Linked DNA regions of Sus scrofa: regions 1 and 3 are each linked to region 2. Evidence: chromatin contacts called from public HiChIP or PLAC-seq data. All regions are on one chromosome and are shown on one strand. The core of a region is the stretch at or near the end of the contact, and the rest is flanking DNA. Distances in the headings are between cores, read along the strand shown.

What was found. HiChIP or PLAC-seq counts read pairs in DNA pulled down with a chosen protein or histone mark.
Region 1: an H3K27ac HiChIP or PLAC-seq map of alveolar macrophages shows a contact between it and region 2. The contact joins the enhancer-like site here to the promoter of BABAM2 in region 2. A contact is called at or near these places in 4 of 5 promoter capture datasets (fetal skeletal muscle, liver and skeletal muscle), 7 of 47 Hi-C or Micro-C datasets (fetal liver, fetal skeletal muscle, liver and 4 more) and 2 of 2 datasets of contacts at active chromatin or transcription factors (alveolar macrophages and skeletal muscle).
Region 3: an H3K27ac HiChIP or PLAC-seq map of alveolar macrophages shows a contact between it and region 2. The contact joins the promoter of FOSL2 here to the promoter of BABAM2 in region 2. A contact is called at or near these places in 4 of 5 promoter capture datasets (fetal liver, fetal skeletal muscle, liver and 1 more), 15 of 47 Hi-C or Micro-C datasets (alveolar macrophages, brain, embryonic fibroblasts and 9 more) and 2 of 2 datasets of contacts at active chromatin or transcription factors (alveolar macrophages and skeletal muscle).

What each region holds. Positions count from the first base shown.
Region 1 is chr3:110,824,843-110,828,171 of Sscrofa11.1, forward strand. FOSL2 (FOS like 2, AP-1 transcription factor subunit) reads right to left here. Exons shown (of 4, transcript NM_001315740.1): 3 at 2,998-3,105; 4 at 1-613. The coding sequence ends at 92. Among named protein-coding and RNA genes, the nearest start is that of FOSL2, 16 kb to the right of the region's middle. Within about 2 kb of position 1,784, at least 18 of the 83 cell types and tissues checked have an H3K27ac peak or open chromatin away from gene starts, as enhancers often do. A contact at or near this core is called in alveolar macrophages, liver, retroperitoneal adipose tissue and 1 more, where this site is marked.
Region 2 is chr3:111,327,129-111,330,516 of Sscrofa11.1, forward strand. It overlaps BABAM2 (BRCA1-A complex subunit BRE), which reads right to left and starts at 1,286. Exons shown (of 12, transcript XM_021088348.1): 1 at 1,151-1,286. RBKS (ribokinase) reads left to right here and starts at 1,648. Exons shown (of 8, transcript NM_001315776.1): 1 at 1,648-1,740. The coding sequence starts at 1,649.
Region 3 is chr3:110,841,581-110,845,016 of Sscrofa11.1, forward strand. It overlaps FOSL2 (FOS like 2, AP-1 transcription factor subunit), which reads right to left and starts at 1,323. Exons shown (of 4, transcript NM_001315740.1): 1 at 1,169-1,323. The coding sequence starts at 1,270.

The DNA of each region.
Region 1 (3,329 bases), core at 534-3,033, 500 kb before region 2:
GGGTCCCCTCTTGCCCTCAGGGCCCTGGAGCGCTGGAAGGTGCTGGTCCCTGGGAAGGAGGCAGTGTCGAGGACCCCCCCAGGGAGCTGGGTTACAGAGCCAGCAGAGTCGGGGAGTTCAAGGAGTCTGATGACTGGTCCCCACTGCTACTGCTTCTGCGGTGAGCCTTGGAGCAGGACTCGGAGGGCGACGCCGGTGACTCCTGCTCCAGGACGCTGGGGTAGGTGAAGACGAGGTTCGAGGTGCCCGGAGTGATGGCAGGAGTGGAGGTCACCACGATGGGGGTGTGCAGGGGCTCCTCCCCATAGAAGCCCCCAGCGATGCTAATGGGCTTGATCACGGAGCGCTGGCCCTTGTCCAGCCCCGCGGACGAGGATGAGGGGCTGTCCTCTTCCAGGGGCTCCTGCTTCACCACCACGGCGCCCACGCCTCCGCTGCCCCCACTGCGCAGGGGCTGCAGCCCAGAGGCCGGTGGGGACCGACGCTCCTCAGGGCTGATCTTGCACACAGGCCCGTGGGCCACCAGCATGAACTCCAGCTTCTCCTTCTCCTTCTGCAGCTCGGCAATCTCCTTCTGCAGCCCCGACTTCTCTTCCTCCAGCTCCTCTGTCTCCTGCAGGGGAAGAGGGGTGGGTGAGGGACAGCAGGGGGTGGGCTGGGGGGTGTCAAACCCAGGTGAAAAGGGTAAAACCGACCAGAACCTCAGAGGACCCGCTCACAGCCCACTGCTTCGGAGTCACCTGCAGCTTCAAGGTTCCTTTACTTGCCAAAGGAGTAACAGTTTGAGAAAAAAAAGGAAAGTCAGCTTAGAGGAAGGGTGAATTAGCCATTGTAGCTGCCATGACCGGGCACTTCCTCTGTGCCAGGCACTGTGTGAAGCATTTCACAGGCATTCTCTCATTCAATGTAGCAGTTTTTTGAAGCAGGTGTTATCAGCAACCCATTCTGCAGATCAGGAAACTGAGTTTCCAAGAGGTTTAATCATTTGCCCAATGTCACAGAGCAAGCAAGTAGGGTTGCCCAGATCTGACCCCAGTGTGGCTGACTCCAGAGTCGACATGCCACTACACTTTCTGCCTTGGTGGCAGGACTGCCCCCTGGGACCCCAGAGGGGTGAGTAATAGTGAGATCTGAGGGGAAGGCATGCAGCTGCCCCACCCCCTTCTTGTAGCTCACTCTGGACACAGAGACACTAAGCTCTAAGCCACGTGGCCGTGGAGGTTTCTGCCTGCGCACATGAGCCCCGGACAGCGCCTGGCTTGTAGGAAGTGCTCACTTCATCCCCTTTGGATCATATTCTAGCTCCTCTTCCCTTTTTGGCTCCCAGTAAAAAGCATATGTTTCAGGACTCACAGAACCCTGGGCAAACATCCAGTTCAGCCCCTGCGCTTGAACAGAGGAGACCCCGGACAGCCTGAGCAGGCCTGTGAGGATGGCAGGGACCCACTGCAAGGACCGCAGCCCCTCCTGTCACACAAAGCCAGAGAAGCAGCAAATGCACGTGGAGGCGGTAGTGACGGAAGACGAAAAGGCATGTGTGTCACACCAGCCTCTTCGCCACCTTTCCCTAACACAGATTCCTCTTTGAGAACCAGGCAGCATGATGGGCCAGAGCTTCGCTACGCAGAGCACAGCATATTCCGGAGTTAAAAAAAAAAAGTTTCCATCTATCGCAAGGGTCTGATGAACGTCATGAGCTTATGAGAGGTTTCCTGTAGAGGATGTGGCTCACGGGCCTGGTGGCTGGGTCGTGGGGAGGCGGGGGAGTGAGGGTGTGAGGCTCTCGGGGGAGAGAGGAAAGGAAAGCATAGGGGCCTCGGAGGGCAGACTCTTCTGGGGCTGGTGGGAGGAGGGCCCAGGTAGACCCAGGGCGCATGGTCCCTGAAAGGTCAGTGACAGGGTGGGCTCCGGAGGGGGTCTCCTCGTGGAGTGCTGGTCACTAAGGGATCCACCTCACCTGGCATCAGAGAATCCCCCCCCCAACCATCCTCCCGATTCTATAAACACCTCCAGGGCACATGACTACAGGTGCCATGGAATTCACGCAGCGCAGGTTCAAGACCCAAGAGCAGGGGCTCTGCGGTGGACACAGCGGAGCAGAGGCAGGTGGATGGTACCTGGGAGGAGTAAATGAAGTAATGGGACATGCCAGGTAATGGGGAGCTCCAGAGCACCGGCCTGGCTGGTCACGGTAAGGACCACCGACAGAGTCTCTCGCTTCTCCTTTTGAAAATGGTTCCACCCCGGGGAGAGCCAGTCCTGGCTTTGGACTTCCTCCCCATGGCCCACGGCCCATCCCGTAGAGCTGGGCTCTGGAGGGAGGTTATGAGACGCTGATCGGGTCAAGCATTTGCGAGGGACACGCAGGGCCACGGGCCCCCAGGTGTGGGCAATTAGGCAGCCGGGGAGAAAGAATGACTCACAAAGGCAGAATGAGGTACCAAAGTGACAGCTTCAGGCTCACAACAGAGGCGGGGAACCCTCCTGCCCACAAAGGAGATGAGAAAACCCCGAGAGAGTACAGCTCAGCTGCACGTGACCCATTCCCATGAGACCCAGAGAGCGTCAAGACCGCTGCAGAGGTGAAGGACCCCAGACAGCAGGTGTCTCTGCTGCCCAGACAAGATGCTAAAGCTAGGCTGGACCGCTCCTGCTGCAGCGGGCATGGGGGGCAGCTGGAATCTGGGCAAGGTGCCCTGGAGGGGGCAGGTCTGGGCCTGCCCGGGCTCCCAGGGCCCAGTAAGACTGGCAGCCTCTGCCATCCCTCACCCAGGAGTCCCAGCAGGTCTTGGGCGCTGAGGGAGAAAGGGGCTGAGGCTGGTACTCAAGGCCACACCCCCGACACCCCTTTAATCAGGGCAGGGCTGACCCGTGTGCTCAAAGGAAGGAATGGGTCTGTGTGCATGGACTCATACGTAGGTCACCAGGGCAAGGAACGGGAAGGGCCAGGAGCCCCGGGGTCCCTGCTCGGTGGCCACCCCGAGCAGAGCGCCTCACCGCCTGCAGCTTCTCCGTCAGCTCCCGGCGACGGTTCCGGCACTTGGCTGCGGCCAACTTGTTCCTCTCCCTCCGGATTCGACGCTTCTCCTCCTCTTCAGGGGACAGCTAGAGGTCAAGGGCAAGGATCGCGGTCAGGCTTGAGTAAATGGCTCACCAGCTTTTTGGCTTTTACCCGCATTTTAAGGAGGGGAAGAAGCCCTTCCAGGACGGGGCGGGGGCAGGGAGGCAGGAGGAGCGTGGCTCAGAGGTCCCAGGACACGCAGCTCACTGCTGGTTTGCGACAACACTTGGAGCTGGACCCCCTGGAAGGGGGTGTCATGGGTTCGAAG
Region 2 (3,388 bases), core at 36-2,535:
TGGTTGCTTGACAACCAGAAACAAATTAGACTACTGTTGGTCTACTGCTGAAGCCTAGTGATTCACCAGGCAAACACTAAAGGGAACAAACCTGCTCCAGAAACCAAACTATACTTAAGGTGACAACATCCCATTCAATTCAGCAACTGGCATGACCTTAGAATGACACCTGAAGGAATGAATTTGTCTTTGTTTCCAGCACAGCCAGAACACTATCTTTTGACAGTGCAAGATTTCATGCAGCATTAAAATGTTTCAGCAGGAGCTGTTGTGACTTCTCTAAGGAAAAAAAAAAAAAAAAACCACTGATTCCAAAATCACAGGTCACCAAACAGCCAAAAAAGATGGTTCTTTGGCGCAATCCTTTTGAGTAAGGGACACGGATGGGGGTTCAACCCCCAGTAGTAACTTTACACATCGAAGCACAATAAGAGATCCTAGATAGGCAAAAATTTACGGTGGTCAGCCTCCCCTGAATGCTAATTGTGCAATTTCTATTTCCTGATTTTGACGTATTACAGAAGGAAAATGCAGAAATACAATTTTTATAGGGATCTGCTGCCTCAAAATAGGGTCACATGAGGTCCTCTGATGGGCAGCCTGGGGAATACAAAGACGTCTGAAGCATCGTCAGTTTCTTGCAATTAAGATGGGATGACAAACACGGAAACATGTGCCCAGCTTACGTCATGGAACGGAAAGGGGTGGCGTCCTGCTGCGTCACGTCGACGTCACGCAGCGCACGAGGGAAGTTACACGGGGGAAGCAATTTCTCCAAGGGGCAATGTTCAAGAAAAACAAGTCGACTCGAACCCAAAGAATGACATCCCGCTCCAAAGGGGGACATCTAAAAGGGACCAGAGGCTCTTCCTTCTCCCAAATTGTACGATCCCCTCATCAGGCGGGAAGGAGGAAGGAGCTGAGCTTAATCAGGGACCAGGGGCGGGCTAGGCATGGAAAGAGCAGCCTCTGGCCTTGGGGGCTCGTTCTCTAGGGAGCCAGCATGATGGGAATGAACAGGGCATCTTTGGAACAGGGGCCTTCTCTATAGAAAGAGGAGGCGAGCCCTGGGCATATTTAAACCACTGTCCTTAGCACCACCTGTGCGACTCGGGATCCAACCTCCCCGCACCAGCCCCAGTCCAGGTACCTGGAGCTTAGTCCGATCGGTAACCGGCGACTACGTGGGGTACAGGTTACCCGAGCGCGCCCCCGACCGACGCACCAACCTGCGCGCGCACCGCGGGCCGGATGCGTGCGCGCCCCCCGGACGTCCCGCCCCGCCCCCTCTGCGGCCCAGGAGCCGGGCGGCGTGCGCGTCCCCGGCCGCGCCAGGCCAGGCGCTCGGAGAGGCGTCCCCGCAGTGCCTGAAAGTTCCTGCCTCGGCGCCTGCCTCGTGCGCGGCAAGCAGCACGGAGTCTGGACCGATCAGGAGGGCTCTGTAGCGGGAAGCTGTGCAGGGAGACAATTCCTGGAAGAACTGGGGGCAGTTGGTGGGCGGGGTTATTTCGGGCATTCAGGTGGGCGACCCGCACGGACGTCCTGCAAGGCCCGCGTCGTTAGGGAGCGTAGGAGTGGCGTCCCTGGTTACCGGGTCGGGCAAAGGTTAAAGGGCAGCCTCCTGGTTGGAGAGCGCCGACGTAGAGCAATGGCCGCGTCTGGGGAACCCGGGAGGCAGTGGCAGGAGCAGGTGGCGGCGGCAGTGGTGGTGGTGGGCTCCTGCATGACCGACCTGGTCAGGTTAGTCTGGGGCCAGTTTGCAGAAGCCGCTGCTCGCGGGAGGGACGGACCGTGTTCTCTCTTCTTACTGCCTTGGCACTGGGGCCTTGGGCATGGAGCCTGTTGGCTTTTGGTGTGAACTACAGGTTTCCCCAGGCCGCCCTGTGCCTCGATGGGAAGAGGCAGGTTTTGAGTCTGTGAAGGTAACTGTCAGATGAGGAAACAAAGGCCAGAGCGTAGTAAAAGCTCTCGTGTAACTAGAAGCGCCTCCAAAGACCTGTTCCTGTTTTCCGGACCAGGCTGTTGAACCTCTCCCCGGGCTAGCCAGTGACTTTAACCAAGTTATTTTACCTTCCAGAAGGTGCCCCCACCTCACTGGGCTGTTATGAAAGTGAAATGAACTAAAGTGTTTTGAGCCATAACACCATCCAGGTTGGGTATTATTCGTGGAACGTGTATAAAATGAGTGGAGCAGAGGTCAACAGGCCGTTCACTCTATTGATCGTTAGCATTCTTGCATTTCATATTTTCCGTTTATTTTTCAGTATTAGAGTAACTGTAGGTTACTTATGGCAAACCAAGTGTGAATCAAAATAAAAACCCATAAATACAATATCTATAATAGTAAAAAACAAAATCGGAGTTCTCTTGTGGTGTAGCGGGTTAAGGATCCAGCGTTGTCACTGCAGAGGCTTGGCCACTGCTGTGGCTCGCATTGGATCCCTGGCCCTGGCATGGACCAAAAAAAAAAAAAAAAAGGGATGAAATAAAATATGCTAGAAGGAAATCGGAAAATCGTTGAGCTAGGTCAGTGACATTGGATCTTTCCAATTTATTTTTTAATGAAAATGGCTTTTTTGATTGTAAAAGTAATATTTATTTATTGCGCTCTCTCCCTCTCTCATCTATATCCCAAGGAAATCCTATGATTCATGTTGCTTCACTTTAATTTTTTGCTGAGTGCCTTTTCAGATATAACGCTATTTTTCTTACAAAAAATGAAAAGTGATCAGACATACTGCAGTATGACCTGTCCATCTTTCCTGCAACCTTGCTTTTCAGAAGAGTAGCTGAGAACCTGGAAATAAATAAAAAGGCCTTGGGACAATAAAAATAAGTCACCAAATCCCTGCACCAAACCACCTGTGTTTTTCTTAGAAAATAGTTTTAGGGTCTTCCCATAACCAGCTTAATCTTACATTGCTTAAAATGTTTATAAGCCAGGTTATCACCAGCCAAGGTTAGAAAGGTGGCGAGTAGAAAGAGGAAGAGACTGCCGGGGCAGGCACATGATTACCAAAAACCTGAAGGTGAGAGAGTGTAATAACAAGCAGCAAAAGACCTTCAAGTGCCGGGAGCCTTTATTTTTCCACAAATATGTGAGCTACCTCGTGCCAAGATGGATGTGCTTCCTTTGGTGACAGAGCATAAGTTCACTTTAAGTGGACATGTGGCAAAGAGGCCTACACTCTTTCTTGAGAGCTCAAGCCTGCAAAGGGCCACACAGTAATTATTTTAGGCTTTTCGAGCCACATATGGTCTAGGTCATGTACAAATGTAAAAAACTATTCTTATTTCCTATGCCTTACAAAAACAGCCTGCAGGCCATAGTTTGCTGACTGCTGTCTAGAGCATCCCCGTCTCACGCTCCCTATGGTAATTGATGCTA
Region 3 (3,436 bases), core at 73-2,572, 490 kb before region 2:
AGAGAGCCCCCTTTCCATTTTATTCTCCCTCAGGGTCCCTCCTCCCCAGAAGTCCACCCCAGGCCCTCCTGGTTGGCTGGCTTATAGAAGCCAAAGCCATCATCATCTTACCAGCGCAACTCGAGACAGCCAACTTGCCTAGAGACTCTGCAGATCCTGACCGAGGCGGGCTTCAGGTTCCAGCAACCTTGTTGGTTAAGCCAGCTCCCTCCCAAGAGTGGGGGTCGGGGGGTGGGGGGGAGTGGTGGCTGCAGAGGGCAGGCACCCCACGAACACCACCAACCCAGCAGCACCTTTCTGGTATTTATTCCGGTATTTATAGACACACAGATCTCAGGCAAAATCCCTCTGGTGCAAACCAGTCCGCCTGCTTTAGAAACAAGTTGTTTTCCGGCTTCCAGAACCACCCAGGAGCCTAAGCGAGGTCTCATCCACCGCCCCCACCGCCCCCCCACCGTCCCCTCTCTGCAGGCGTCCTGGCCCCAGATATTCCCAGACCCCCAAGGCGCCCCTTCTGGTCGGCTGTGCAGGCTCCTTCTGTGACCCTAACAGGAGATGGATGGGCGCGGGGGAGAAAGGCGCAGCCTGAGCCAATCAAGGCTGACCTCCTCCTTCCTGACCTTCGCACCTGATTCCCAGAGCGACAACCCTCGCCCTCGCTCCGGATTACTTGAAGGAGCCCATTTTTCCCAGTCCCCAAGTTCTTTCAGAAATGAACGAAGACCGAAGGAGAGAGGGCTTTTTCGCAGGAATAAGGTCCCTGGATGTCGGGAGGTGCCCGTGGGTGCAAAGATTTTTTTTGGAGGGGGGTCTAACCACGGGGTTCCTGCGAGAGAGGTACAGGGTCCTGGGGAAAAGGCCCTGCAATTCCAGGAGCTTGTCTGTATAGGATGTAGTGTGAAGGCGAGGGTTTGTTGGCTCTCCAGCCCACTCGCCGCTCTAGTTTAAAAAAAAAAAAAAAAAAAAAAAGTGTTGGCGGGGGATGGGGGAAGGTTAAAGGAGGTGTCAGGAGGACAAGATGAAAATCTAGAACTTACAATGGAGGCCGCAAGAATTTTCTCGCCAAATCAAGAAAGGGAAAAGAAAGGGGGGGAAAAAAGGCAGTCCTGGCGAGAGGAAGGCGGGGGGTCCACCCGCGGCGCCAGGTGCACCCGGGGCCCGCACCTACCTGCTGGCCGCCGCCGCCGCTGGAGTAGGACTCGGCGTGCGCAGGAGAGCCGCTGCTGCCCCGGGACGAGGTGTCAAAGTTCCCGGGATAATCCTGGTACATGATCCGCGGTGGGGGCCCGAGAGGAAACAGGGTGTTTTTCTTCCCCCGCCCTCGCCGCGGCCGCGCACCGGCAGCTGCGCGCTGGCTCCCTGCCGGCCGCGCCTGGGGCTCTAAGCGTCGCTCCCGGGCTTCTCCCCCTCGGCGGCGGCACTCCGAGAACAGTGCCCCCCGAGCGCCGAGCGCTGCACTTCTTTCCTGCTCTACGAGCGCCGCGGGACCAGTTGTCCACCCGGTCCCTCCCTCTAAAAAGTCCGCGCGTCCCTCGGTCCCTCCCCTGCGCGCGCCCTCCTGCCCCCGCGCGCAATCAGAGCCCAGCCGGGACCGCCGGCTCAATCAAAAATTGGAAATTAAAAAAAGAATAGGAGCCCGGCGAGTCAAGCCTGCCAGGTCTGGGGGCCCCCAATTTCAGACAGGGCAAAAAAGGAAGAAAAAAAAAAAAAGGCGAAAAGAAAGGCTGCCCGCTTGGAGAAACTTCTATTTCCTCCTTTTAGAAAAGGAGCTGAGAATAAACTTCCTGTGGCCGACTCGCCGCCGGAGTTTCGAGCGGCAGGGACACTTGATTAGGTGAAGGCAGCCCGCCCCGCGGCCCGTGGGGTTCCAGCTGAGCTGACGCGGAGAGGGACGCGGGCCCGCTCCCCTTGCGGCGGCTCCGGCGCCCGGACCTGCACCCCTTCCCCGGCGCCCGCTCCCGGACGGGCCCGCCTCGCCCGTCCGCGCCTCTCTCTCTCCCTCTCTCTGTCCCCGCCGAGCGCCGCTTGCTTGCTCGCTGGTTCGCTCGGAGCCCCAGCGCTCTGCCCGAGATGAGTCACTACAATGGCACGAGTTCAACTCCACTCTTTATTCTCCAGCCCCTGTACCTCACGTCAACCCAAGACTCCACCTTGCGGGAGGAGCGCTAGGGGAGGCGGAGGGAGAGGGCCGAGGAGGAGGAGGGGGAAGAGGAGGAAGAGGCGCGGGAGGAGGCGGGCGCAGCACTCCCCTCCCTGCCCGGGCTCCCGGCCGCGCTGACGCCAGCCGCACACCCTGCGCGAGGAAGGAAGGAGGTGGAGGGGGTGGGAGCGCTGTGAGCGCGGTTTGGGGGACCCGAGGCAGCCCGGCCCTTCCCCACCCCCGCCCACCCCCCTGGGCCCTGCGCCCTTGGTCTGTTCCACCGGCGCCTGTTGCCAAAGATGGTCATTTGCGTTAGAGGACGCGCGTGCGGGTTCCCTCGCTTTCGGGTGACGTGGAGGGAGAGGGATTCCCTCGCCGGCTCCAGAGCGCGCCACGGCCTCCCTACTTCTCCACCGCCCTGGGAAGGGGCGCGGGGCGGGGCCCCCGAGAGCGGCCACGCGGGCCCCTGCGCAGGGTTTTAGAAAATAATCACAGTCCTGAAGAGCGAGACGGGCGGTTCAGCGCGGCGCCACCGCGAGGCCGGGAGCCGGGCGCGCAGAGCCGCTCGCAGGGAGGGTGCGGCCGCGCGCGGTCGTCGGCGCCCTCCGCGGCGCCGCCCGGAGCAGCGGGCGCCCTGGGCGCGCAGGGTATCCGCGCCTCCCTGCGGCCGGGCCTTGGCCCGGCGCGGCGCCGCCGGGCGGGGCCGGCCTGCCTATTTTCCCCTCCGTGGCTGGCTGCCCACTGCTTCCCCCCTCCCTTTTTCGGCCCTGCAATTAATTTGTTAGGAGCAGCCTTGAAGACGAAATTAACCAGGCAAGACATTCCGGCCCTCTACGCTGGGCAATTAGGACGCATCTAATAGGAATGATCGTGCATTATAGGCAAACTCCGACTGTTACGAATTTGGAAAAAGAAAAAATAGGGAAGAGGGAGGTCCGGGAGAGGGTGTGCCCCGATGTTGTCTTCAGTTGTTTTGGAGCGAAGTTCAGGGAGCAGGTAGTCCTGACTCCTACGTTCTCCCACCTCGCTGGGCGGGGTGGAGCGAGGTGCGGGGTAAAGAGCACAGGCCTTGGAGTACCAACGCCAGGCTGTACTATTTACGAGCTGTGAGACTTTGGGCGAGTCCCTAACTTCTCTGGGCTTCAGCTTCTTCCCATAAAATGAAGGAGTACAATCCATGACCTTCTAAGGCCCTTGTCAGCTCTGGCACGTCAATCCTTCTGCAGAGATGATCCGGAGAAGCACTGTACCGGGAGTCAGGGAAATTGAGTTCTGGTGCAGGATCTGCCCGGGTCT